Regions from separate parts of the Sus scrofa genome. Here region 1 is linked to region 2. The links are chromatin contacts, called in public Hi-C maps. All regions are on one chromosome and are shown on one strand. The core of a region is the stretch at or near the end of the contact, and the rest is flanking DNA. Distances in the headings are between cores, read along the strand shown.

Region 1 (5,749 bases), core at 2,417-4,916, 100 kb after region 2:
GCTGCGGCTGAAAGGCAGGCGGGGCCCGCTGGGCCGGGCCGGGGGCAGCGAGTTGCTGCTGACCGAGCGGCGGCAGCGCTGGCAGCCGCGGAGGTAGGCGCCCGAGCCGGCGCCCATGACCACGGCCTCCGAGTAGCTGGGCACCAGCTGCCGGTTGGAGCAGATGTGCCACTCGAGCTCGGTGAAGTCCACGGTGGCCACGCGGGAGAGCGGGGGCGCGCTGGGCACGGCGCCGGGCGGGGGCGAGCTGGCGCCGAAGAGCTTCTCCACCTGGTAGTGCACGTGGGCCGTGCCGTAGGCGGCCACCACGCGCAGCGGCCAGGACAGCGTGGCCGCCGACACCAGCCAGAAGACCCAGGCGCGCGCGTACCAGGGCGGGCTGCGCGGGTCGGCGAAGACCATGAGCGACTCGCGGAAGTCCACGTCCTTCAGGTGCATGCCCTCGCGGGCCTCCAGGTAGTCGTCCAGGCCCTCGTTGGCGCTGAAGAAGCGGGCCCTCTGGGTGAGGTACGACGCCTCGGCCTCGGCGCTGCCGAAGCTGAAGCACTTGGTGAAGCGCAGCCGCGTGGCCGCGTGGTCAGCCAGGCCCACGAGCTCCTTGGAGACGTCGCGGACGCCGTGCGCCGAGTAGTCAAACTCGCCCCGGGCCGTGCGGCTGTCGGCCCTCTCGTGGTAGACCTGCGTGGTGGTGTAGGCGTCGCCGTTGCGGTAGCGGGTGATCTGGCGGGTGCGGCGCACGTAGTGGTAGCTGGTGGCCTTCCACCAGACGCAGGGCGGCGCCTGCTGCAGCCGGCGGATGAGGGCGAGCACGGTGTGGGCGTCGGTGCGCGGCGCCTGGCATGACCGCACGTGACAGTGCCAGCACTCGGCCAGGTAGAGGAGGTAGAGGAGGGAGACAAAGGCCAGCGGGATGTAAAGGTAGCCGTCGGAGCAGGGGCTGGCTGGGTAGGTGGGCGGCGGGCCCCCGGCCCCGCGGGCCAGGGCCGCCTCGGGCCCCAGGACCAGCCGCGGCACTGTGGCCAGGCGACACCAGGCCACCACGGCACCGCAGGCGTGGATGAGCAGCGTGAGGAGCAGGCACTTCCAGTGCGACTCTCGGCACAGGGAGCTTCCCAGGGACTGTTTCAGGGGCCGCTGCTGCAGAGTGGGCAGAGAGGGGGGAAGCGGGGTCAGTGCCCGGCCATCGGCTGTGCCCGCCACTTCACTGAAGGCCCGCGGCGGAGGTGGTGCTGCCCGCCCCCCACTTTACAGAAGAGGAAACTGAGGCTCTGGGGGACTGAGCAGCTTGCTCCGGGATGCATCCTTCTAGGTAACTCTTGGGAGAGCTGCAGGACTCGAACCCAGGCCTGTGTGCCCTCGGCCTGTCCTCTCATCTCTCAGATGCCCTGTCATCTCTCAGTTAAGGGCACTTAGGACAAAAGAGACCCAATTCTGCTAAAAGAGAGGAGGACCCCTCCCCCAAAAAGAACAACAACAACAAAAAAACACCCTAGTCATTAAGAAAACAAAGTTTTGGTATGGACTGCTCTCAATTTGCTGTGTGATCACAGCCATATCCCTGCCCTCTCTGGGCATTGATTCCTGAACTTGGTGGTGTGGGAAGCCACGGGGGCTGGGGCTCTAGGGGTGAAGAGCATGGGCTTTGGAGCCCGACTGCCCGGGATTTGGTGCTGGCTCCACCACTTTACTGCGTGACTTGGGCAGGTCCCTCATCATCTCTGGACCTCAGTTTCCTCATCTGTAAACTGGGGTTGTGAGGATTCAATGAGATCATACGTGGGATGATCTTAGCACAGGGTCTGGCCAGCCATGGGAATAAGTATTATTACTGCCACCCTGCAGTTCCGTCTGGCCTCCGGTTTCATGAGGGACAGCAGGAGGCTTGGGAGAGGCTTTTAAGAAAGTGAGAAAGAGAAAGAGAGAGAGGTGTACATGGGGGGGGGGAGCAGATGGAGGGCCGGCCTCCACTCCCCATCTGTGCTGAGGGAGGGGGCGGGACACAGCTGCTGGGCAGCAGGGACCACTCCCTGGCCCAGGGGGTTTGGCACATCCTCCCTGGCAGGGCTGCCAACCTGGCCCCCTCCTCATCCCCAGGTGCCTATGGAGAGAGAAGGAGGAGGAGGGGGGAAAAAGGGGAGAGGGAAGAGGTGGTCTGGAGGAACCAGCAGAGGGGCGGTTAAGGCCCCCCCCCGCGGCTGACAGTCCCATCAGGCCTTGAGAGACCCAAAAGGAGAGGAACTGCCCCCAGCCCAGCCCAGAGCAGCCACCCACCACCCCGACCTGCAGGGCCAGTCAGAAGCACATACCTTCATCCATCACCCCTCTCCTCCACCCCACCCCATGTTCAGCAAAGACCCACCCACCAGGAATGTGCAGGCTGCCTGTTTACCCAACACACCAGACCCCGACCTGTGCCCAGGGCACACCTCCCCCACTGTAACATGGTGCACAGGTGTGCACACACACACACATACACACACACTCATACCCCACAGACCAACCCCCCCAGCACTGGACAGAGATGCACACACATGTTACATATTCTCTGAAGCCCAGGGACACACCAGCCCCTTACCTACCACAGTGCACACCCGCCACCCCCACCCCTCCTCCAACCTGACACCCACACCCTATAGACTCCACAGGGAGACCCCCCCCCCGCCCACAGGATGTGCTCACAGGCACTCAGACATTCCCACTTCACCCAAGGCAAGGGGCCCACCGACCCTCACCTGACTACAGGGCACATATGTTCCGCTCGAGGTGTGAGCGCTCCCACTGGCATTCGCACACCCACCATCCACTCACCACCTATCATCCCCAGCTCCCTACACAGGGCCGCACACCCCTGCAGATCCTCTTCCTGGCTAGGACGCAGGAGGGGCCGTTCTGAGGGTCCCACCCAGCAGGATAGGCCCTGGGGCCTCACCATAGGGAGGAGGAGAAGGGGTACCAGAGGCCTCCTCCCTTTCTCTTTCCCCTCCTCCCTCCGCTCCCCGCCCCCCAGGTCCCTGCTACTGTTGCTGCATTGCAGGCGCCGCCTGGACACCTCGTGAGCCGCTGGGCCGGGCCGGGCCGGGGGCCTGACCCCGGGGCTCTGAGGATGAGGGGCTGCGCTGCAGGATGGGGACGCGCAGGGGTCAGGTGCTGACGTCATAGGAGGGCGAGGCTGGATGAGGGGGCGCCGGGGGTGGGAGGTGCCCCCCAAATCCCTTCCCAGCCGCCCCACCCCGACCCCCACGCAGGCCCCTAGGCCCCGGGACCCCTCGCGGGATGCAGACTACCCAATGACGTCATTGGCCGCCGAGGCTGCGGACCTCCCTCCTCAGCCCCCGCCCCAGGGGTCGCCCCTTCCCTTGGCACCCCCGTCCCCCCGCGCCAGCCTCGGCTCGGCTCCGTATCCCCACCGCACGGCGCCGGTACCTCCTCCCGCAGCGTCTCGCCGTCCGGGATGAGCGCGGGCACCTCCCCGCCGTCGCCACCGCCGCCCTCGGGCATGGTGTCCAGGCTGCACGGGCGGCCCCCGCCCGGGCCCCGGGCATGATAGGGGGGAGCGCGGAGGGCTGCGGCTCCGCCCGGGGGGACGTCCGCTCGGCGCAGCGGCCGCGGAGGGAGTGTGCGGAGCTCGAGCCCGGGCGCGGCGGCGGCGGCGGCGGCGGCGGCAGAGGCGGCGGCGGCGGCGTTGGCGGCCGCGGTGCCCGGCGCCCCGCCCTCCGCTGACCCCGCCCCCGCGGCACCCGCCGCGCTGCCGGCAGCGCCTGGCACCGCGGGCGCTGCCCCCGCCCCTGAGAAGCCCAGGCTGGGCGGCCGGACACCTGCTTTCCCCTCCTGCTGCGCTCGTGCTTGGGACCTCGGACGAATCCTTGTTTTCTGGGGCCTGAGTCTCCCCCGCTGTAAAATGAGGAGGGGGGATCCCGAAGGTGGGTGGGTACCGACCGATTCCCATCTCTGAGGAGTGGGTCCAGGCCTAAGCCCACCCAGACCCCCCTCCTTAGGCCTCGATCGTGGTAGGGGGCAGTTAGAATCCTGAAAGGTGAGGTGAGTCTCATTAGCTGGACACAGGCGCTGTGCTCCACTTAGAGCAGGCAAGCAAGAGGCCTGGACCCCCAGGGCCCTAGGCTTTGTGACCTTGAGTCAGCACGCTGTAACCCCAACCTCAGTTTTTCCACCTGAGAAACGGGGATGAAAAGGTGTTGGATTCAATGCACATTCATCATGCGGGGCAGGGGAGTGGGATTTGTCCTTCATGAGAGGACTCCTTCCCAGATCCTGCTGGCCTCAGTGCTGCTCCCTGGCCCTCAGGGGCCTCAAACCTTCACTTCAACCCCTGGGTCAGGGCCTAGCCCCCAGGGTAGAAAATCACTAGATAGAGGACATAGGGAGCTGCAATGCTAGGTGGGTTTGGTTTGGTTTGGTGACTTTTTTTCCCCCAAAGAGCAATTCAGAGACCACTTGGTCAACACCTCTACCCGTTTAAAGATGAGGTAACTGACATGGTAGAGAGAGGAAAGAACTTAACCAGGATTTCATGCATTTATTTTTTATTTATTGGGCACCGGTGTTTATTGAGTGTCATCTATATGCAAGTACTGTGACACATTCATAAGTATTGTGAAGACCAGGAAAGAAATGGAGAATGACACAAGCCCTGTCCTCATGGAATTTACATCCAGGGCAAACCACTGCACCCAGAGAAAGCCTAGAACCTGGCCTCCAGCCTCCACCCCAAGCCAGGTAAGAACTCTGTTCCCTTTGTCTCTCTGAGAGGCACAAGTTGATCTCACTCTTAAAGGATAATTTGATTTTGGACAAGTGGGTATGAGGGGAAGAGCATCCCAGGTGGAGGGACTTCTGGGCAAAGGCCCTACTACTGGACCATGTCGACTGAGTTCAGAGAGCAGGAAGGTCACCTGGTGTAACTGGACACTGGGTATCTAACTAGAGGCAGGTCGCAGAGGACCTGATCTTGCTGGAAATGGTGGGTGGAGGCCTCCAAGAAGGGCGGCCCCCAGAGGCTGTCTTTGGGGAAGGTGGGAGTGAGAGAAAGGTGGAGAGTGAGGCTTGTGGGGAGGGGGGTGTCTCACTTCTAGATGACTGCTGGGCTGGCAATGACTCAGGAGTTTCAACCACAGCTTCAGGAGGTGAATCAGCACACCTCCACTCACAATCGTCTGGAGAGTCGTGGGACAAGTCTGGCGCAGGATCCTATCCCAACTCTATTACCACCCAAACTCTGGGACTTAAGACCTGGACCTCAGTTTTTCAACCGTGTAATGGGTGTGTATTTGTGTGTGTGTGTGTGTGTGTACAGCTCAGGCCCTCCCAACATCCTGGGGTCGGCAGCTGTGGCTGTAGGGCATTTCAGCACCAGAGGATGGACAGCAACCGCGAGGAAAGGAGGGGTGGGAGGCGGGAGGAGCAGTCAGTAAGTATCCTGGAGCTCGCTTGGCCGCGCTGTCACTGCTCGGCCGGGCCTCCTACCAACACCTCCTCGGGCTGCCAGGGCTCTGCGCCAGTATGGAGGACGGGAAGGAAAGCTAGCATTGAGAGGGAGGGGCAAGAGCCCGGAGGGACAGGGCTTGGCTACAGCCCCACCATCCCATTCCCTCCTGGAGTACGTCCCGCGAGTGAATCTTCACCCCTGGACTCCAACCGCAGCCCGCCTCCGCCTAGTCTCCGCCTGCTGTAGTCGTGGCAGGGCGAGCGTCAAATGGCCACTGCGCAGGCGCGGAAATAATTCTCAACATCC
Region 2 (5,631 bases), core at 1,961-4,460:
GCACTGCTGGGCGTCAATTGATCAGAGAAGGTCGCAGTGCTTGGAGTCAGCTGTTCTTGAAGAGAGCTGGGTGGAATAGGCAAGTGGGGCTGGAAGGGCTCATGGAGGCTGAAGAGGAAGGCACAGCCTCCCGGCTGGTGGGGTGTGTACGGGGGCGTGCAAACAAAATCCTTGCTCAGGTCTGCTTGAAGAGAAGGCTCAGGGCCAGATGGGAATGTCAGGTAACCAAAGCCCAGGTCTTTGGTGGGTCGGAGAAGCTCTTCTGATGTTGAGACAGCACTGGGCTCTGGAGCACGGGGGAAATCAGTGCTTCTGGGAGGCCCCATAGTGAAGAGTGGATTAGGGCTGGAGCACTGCTCCTGAGAGAGGATATTCTCAGGGAATGAGGGCAGCATGGTTGGAGTGCCCAGGACATAGGCTGCCTGGGTGTCTTCAGAGTTCAACTGCTGGCGGAGGCTCCAGGCTTCCGAGTCACTGAAGAGAAGAGAAGAGGCATCCGGTAAGGATTTGGTGTCCATTCCCAGAGAAGTTCTCTAATGTGTTTTTCCTCCATTCCACCTCAGCTGCCTCCCAGGCCCCTGCCTTGCAGCTCACCTGATTGGGTAGTTATTGGCAGTAATGGGACCCTCTGGACCTTCTGAGTATAAAAGACAATAAATCCATGCCCAGCCTCCAGGCTTGGCCAGCAGTCTCACCACCATCTCTGCCTGAATATCTCCACTCTCAGCCACTGGGAGGAAAGAAGAGATGCAGAGTTAGGACATCCATCAGGCAACACCACCTAAACTCCCCCTTTACTGATCTCTCTACTGAATGGGGGTATCTATGGCATCCTTTATTCTGACTACCCTAACCTGCACCATTCAACTTCCCACCTTGACCTCACCACTCAGAGTCCCCCAGTCTTGACTCTGTTTTTGCTTTGATTCTTCACCCTAGTGTTCACCCTATAGTATCCAAAACCATTGAGCTCTGATATCTCCCCAACACCAGCCCTGATCACAGCCCTTCTTCATCATGTTTCCCATATGCCCTTTCCAAGGTCCCTGTCTTGTCCCCAGCCTCTCTGGACACTCACACAGGCGGTAGTGTTGAGCAGAAGCATGGCCCAGGTCTTCAGGGTGCAGCAGTCCATACCATGATTTACAGAGCAGTTCACTGCGCTCAAAGCCCAGGTAGATTAGGACACTGGGAAGGTGGAAAGGGTGAGGTCAGCTTTCTGTTTTCCTTGCTTGATATCCAGGCATCTCACTCCCTTCCATGTCCTCTATCCCCTTAGAGCCCATCCTCCCTGCCCCTGATTCCAGAATCTAGGGTCCCCTCACCTCTGGCCTGACTTTGTCTTGGGGTCTGAACATTCTGGGCTTACCTTTCAGAGATGTCCAGTAGGGCTAGGTCCTTAGCATGACGGCTCTGGAACATGGCCAGGAAGAGAGAGGCAGGGCCAGGACCAGGGCCAGGGCCAGGGCCAGGCCGGGGTCTTGTCTCCAGTGGGGCACAGAAGGCTGTGAACACAGGATTTCCTGCCCAGTAGGCTCCAGGTGGGTGAGCATGGAATCGGCCTCGAATAAGCACCAGTTTGTTGCCTGCACTCTGGCGCCTGAGTGACTTGGAGGTGTTGAAGCGACAGCGGAACAGGCGATCTAGGTGAGTGAAGAGAAAAATCGGTAAGCAAGTGAATGACTGAGATGGTAAACAAGAAGGAGCAAGGCAACGGGAGGGATATTAGATTGAAGAAGGGAGAAGCAAGTTCTTACCAGTGTCCAGGGAAGAAGGCAGGCTGAGTTGCTGGCGCACAGTTAGGTGGTCAGCTGGATCAATGATGTCGTAGATACTATCACCCTGGGCAACCAGATCCACCTGGAGAAAGATAAAGAAGAGATGACCATTAGTGAAGGCAACAATCCCTGGTACATAGCATCTTGTAGGATATAACCCCTCCATACCCATTAATTCTCAAATTCTCAGAAGTGGAAAGCTATTATGTCCCCATCTGTGCCAGAGCCCAATCTGAAAAGACCCTCAGGACTCACCATGGAGTGGCCCAGATGCTCGCTCACACTCTCAGACAGATAGAGCAGCTTCCCCTCCGCTGTGAACACAAGCAGAAAGCCAGGTAGTGCTGCCACTATCTCTTCAAGCTCTTGAGCTGAGAGAAGCCCTGTGGAGCCCGCCAGAGGAGTGCCTGCAGGGTAAGAAGATATGATGAGTCAGGAATAAGGCTGAGAAGCGAAACAGAAGTGAGAAAGACATGGACTGAGTTTCAGAAAATCCAGAGGACTTTTTCATGGACCTGCCTCTGCACACACCTGTTGACCTGCTGTTCGCAGCTCTTGCCCGGGGAACCTGTTGCTGGATCTCTCTAGCCAGCGAGCCCTTCGACCTCTAAGTCGGGGCTGGGGCATCTGCCGGTATGGGTTTCAGGACCACGGACAGCGCTCCCGAAGGCTACTGAGCATTCAGCACCATGGGCAGTGCCCTGCAACCCCCGTGGCTCTGTCAGCACCGCGGACAGCGCTTCAACAGCTGCAGAATTGCCCTTCCAGTATCTCTAACGGCGGTTGTTTCCCCATGTTTTGGCAGCTCCGTCCCTGCAACTTCCCGGGCTTCCCTCCCTTGGCTCCCGGAGCTTCTCTCCGCTGGTGGGGACTGGGGCCATCGTGTCCTGGCTCTCCTCCTGCCATAAGTCTGGCACCAGGGACACTGCCCAAGCTCTCTAACCCTCATTCAGGTTTGGACAGAGCTCAGGAGGAAAAGTAGGAAATCCTGAGTTCTCCAAGTTCCTCCTCACCCCAGCTCGCAGACACGCTGCCTTAGACCTGAGGCAGTCCCAGCGGGTTCCCTCAGCTTCACTATCCCTGATGCTTGGGTCTCAGCCCCAGTTTGCTCACCTCCAGCGAAGAAGACGCCCTTGCGAGTGTAGATGCAGGCAAGACTCATAATGTGCAGGTAGGACAGCCGGACCTTGTCTGCTTCGGCCAGAGGCAGCAGCTCCTTGAGATTCCGGATCTCAGCGTTGATCTGGTCGCGGCGCGCCTTGGAGGCGCCCTTGGTGGAGCGGTACATGACTAGCGGCTTCAGAGCTCCAGCTCGAGCGCTCCGAACACCTGCGTTCCTGTCCGGACGCACCGGTGGCTTCCTCCTCCTTGCTTCCCCGTCTCTCGCTCAGGCTCGCTTGCTCGCTCTCTCTCCTCTCCTGGGCTCCGCTCGGCTGCGCTGCCCCCCTCGCCTGCCTTGTTCCGCCTTATATAGCTCCCGTCAGGCGTGGGGGGCTCGCTTTAGAGAAAGGGGGGGCGGGAGGCTGGGCTAAGCTAGCTGCAGCGGGAGCTGCTGGCTGGTGGGGGGGGCGCTCCTCCTCCCTCCCAGGCATCCAACGTCATCCCATGACGTAGAACGAGAGCGGGAGGGGTGCCGGGGGGTGGGGAACGCGGAGAAGGAGGCTGCGGAGGGGGCCGCGGCTGGCGGCAGCTGAGCCGAGAGGCAAGCGCTGCGTTAGGAAGGCCTGCAAGGGGGTGCAGGGACCCGAATGTGTTCAGCTGAGGGAAGGGACAGGGCAAGGGCTGAGGCGGTCTGAAGCCCCTGGCAGGAGAGTCTGCAGAGGGCAGAAGGGACTGGTTCCGTCACCGATTTTTCTAAGGAGATAAGGGAATGGGGAAGAGCAGAGTCGTACACAAATTCCCCCTCCCTTTGTGCCAAGGTCACGTTCTTTCGGGGGAGGGACGGGGGGAGAAGGACCTTCCTTGGCCTCTGTGGGATAGGTCAGAGCTGGGGTTTCTCTCTAGAGATTACTCAACTGTGGGATTCCCTTATCACTTTCAAAGAACAATTCTCCTCCCCCTTTTCCAAACCCAGGTCTTGGCGATTTCGCAGGGGGAGTTTAGTTGGGGGCGGGGGTCTAAGCTTCTAGGATGAGTGGGAAAAGGGTCCTGGTATCCTGAGGGAGAGGGACCAGCTGAATTTGGCTTCGGTTCTATTTTCCCACAGCCCAAAATAGGAACACCTGCACCAACTCGGCAGTCTGCAGTGACCCTTTGTTTCTCTGTCCACTAATTAACCTCAGTCCCTCACGGGGGGAAACTGAGGCCGGTCCCAGGGCCTGCGGAGAATCTGGGTCTACACCTAAGTATCCCTTCCCCCATTGCCAGCCCCAAAGCCAGCGGCTGCCCCCGCGCGACTGCAAGGCTCGGTCTCCCCGCGGGCTGGGGGCGGGGGCGGGGCCGGGGGAATCCCAGCTCCATATTAGGACAGGAATCCTCCCGCGGCTGCCGCAGCAGCAGCAGCAACGGGCGGGGCCTGGCTGCCTCCGCAACGCTCGGGAGGGCTCCCCCTCTGCCTCCTGCGGGGAAGATGGAGAAGCAGCAGAGAAACGAGGGGGGGCGTTCTGGACCCTCTGCAGGTTCCAAGCACCTACCAAGGACCCCTTAACTCTGTCAGGCTGTCCACAGTGCTTTCCGACCCCCTCCCCATCATCAGCGGCAGGACTTCTCCCTGTGTCTCCACTTTCAACGCTCCACATACCCCCCTTCCCCCGGCCCCAGCTAGTTTTGTTACCTCTTTGCCTGCTTAGTGGTCTGTCTCAGCTTTGTGAGCCCTCTACCCACCAAACGTTCCCCCTCTGCTCTCTGGAGTCTCTCTTCTTTCCTTTGTCAATTTTGTCTCAACATCATGTCTCCTTTGCTCTGTCTCCCTCCTTCTTTCTCTTTTCAGCACCGGTGATCACTGTCTACAGGGGCTGAGGGGTGCCTTTGTTTCCCCTAGAATCCCATGAAAGTAGAAAAATAAGCTATGGGACATTCTATCTGAAATCGAATTCTGTGGGGTAGGGGTGTGTGTGCAAAGTCACTTGAGGGGCTGGGTTAGGGTTAGGGTTAGGAAATGAGGTCACTTAGAAGCAGGGGGAAAGGGGAGTTCCCATCGTGGCGCAGTGGTTAACGAATCCGACTAGGAACCATGAGGTTGCCGGTTCGGTCCCTGCCCTTGCTCAGTGGGTTAATGATCCCGCGTTGCCGTGAGCTGTGGTGTAGGTTGCAGACGCGGCTCGGATCCCGCGTTGCTGTGGCTCTGGCATAGGCTGGTGGCTACAGCTCCAATTAGACCCCTAGCCTGGGAACTTCCATATGCCGCGGGAGCGGCCCAAAGAAATAGCAAAAAGAAAAAAAAAAAAAAAGAAGAAGAAGCTGGGGGAAAGGGATCGGCCTGCTTGTAGAAAGTCACATGGGAGGGGTGGAAATAGACTTTGACACCAAGAAGCGAAATTTGGGGTCAAGGAACTCTTTTTCACTCTTCATAAAAAAGGGTGGTGGTAAGACAGGTAGAGTGGGAGGAGGAGGGCTAGCTAAGAAAAGGGTCTCTGCGGACCCAGTCCTGACATCCTGTGCATCTTGCAGAGGTTGGGACATCCAGAGCAACCATCCTATATTCAGTAGCACAATTGAGAGGGAGGGAAGAGGTAGGTCTGTCTGTCTGTCTGCCTTCCACTACCCCCAACCTTATGTACCTGGGTGGACATAAAAGTGGCTCCTTCAGAAAGTTTGTTCCAATTTCATCTCTATCTGGTCCCTGATGTACTTACCCACCCCTTGCTGAAGCTTCTGTTTGGACCAGCTCCTGATCATTGGACCCCCTTCTTGT

What was found. A called contact is a pair of places that touch in the nucleus more often than the background predicts.
Region 1: a Hi-C map of epiblast stem cells shows a contact between it and region 2, with 1.7 times the contacts expected there. The contact joins the promoter of TMEM151A here to the promoter of NPAS4 in region 2. A contact is called at or near these places in 2 of 47 Hi-C or Micro-C datasets (embryonic fibroblasts and epiblast stem cells).

Annotation. Positions count from the first base shown.
Region 1 is chr2:6,091,833-6,097,581 of Sscrofa11.1, forward strand. It overlaps TMEM151A (transmembrane protein 151A), which reads right to left and starts at 3,667. Exons shown (of 2, transcript XM_003122499.4): 1 at 3,424-3,667; 2 at 1-1,137. The coding sequence starts at 3,498.
Region 2 is chr2:5,992,730-5,998,360 of Sscrofa11.1, forward strand. It overlaps NPAS4 (neuronal PAS domain-containing protein 4), which reads right to left and starts at 3,211. Exons shown (of 8, transcript XM_003122496.5): 1 at 2,892-3,211; 2 at 2,034-2,185; 3 at 1,758-1,860; 4 at 1,370-1,643; 5 at 1,079-1,188; 6 at 595-730; 7 at 1-474. The coding sequence starts at 3,066.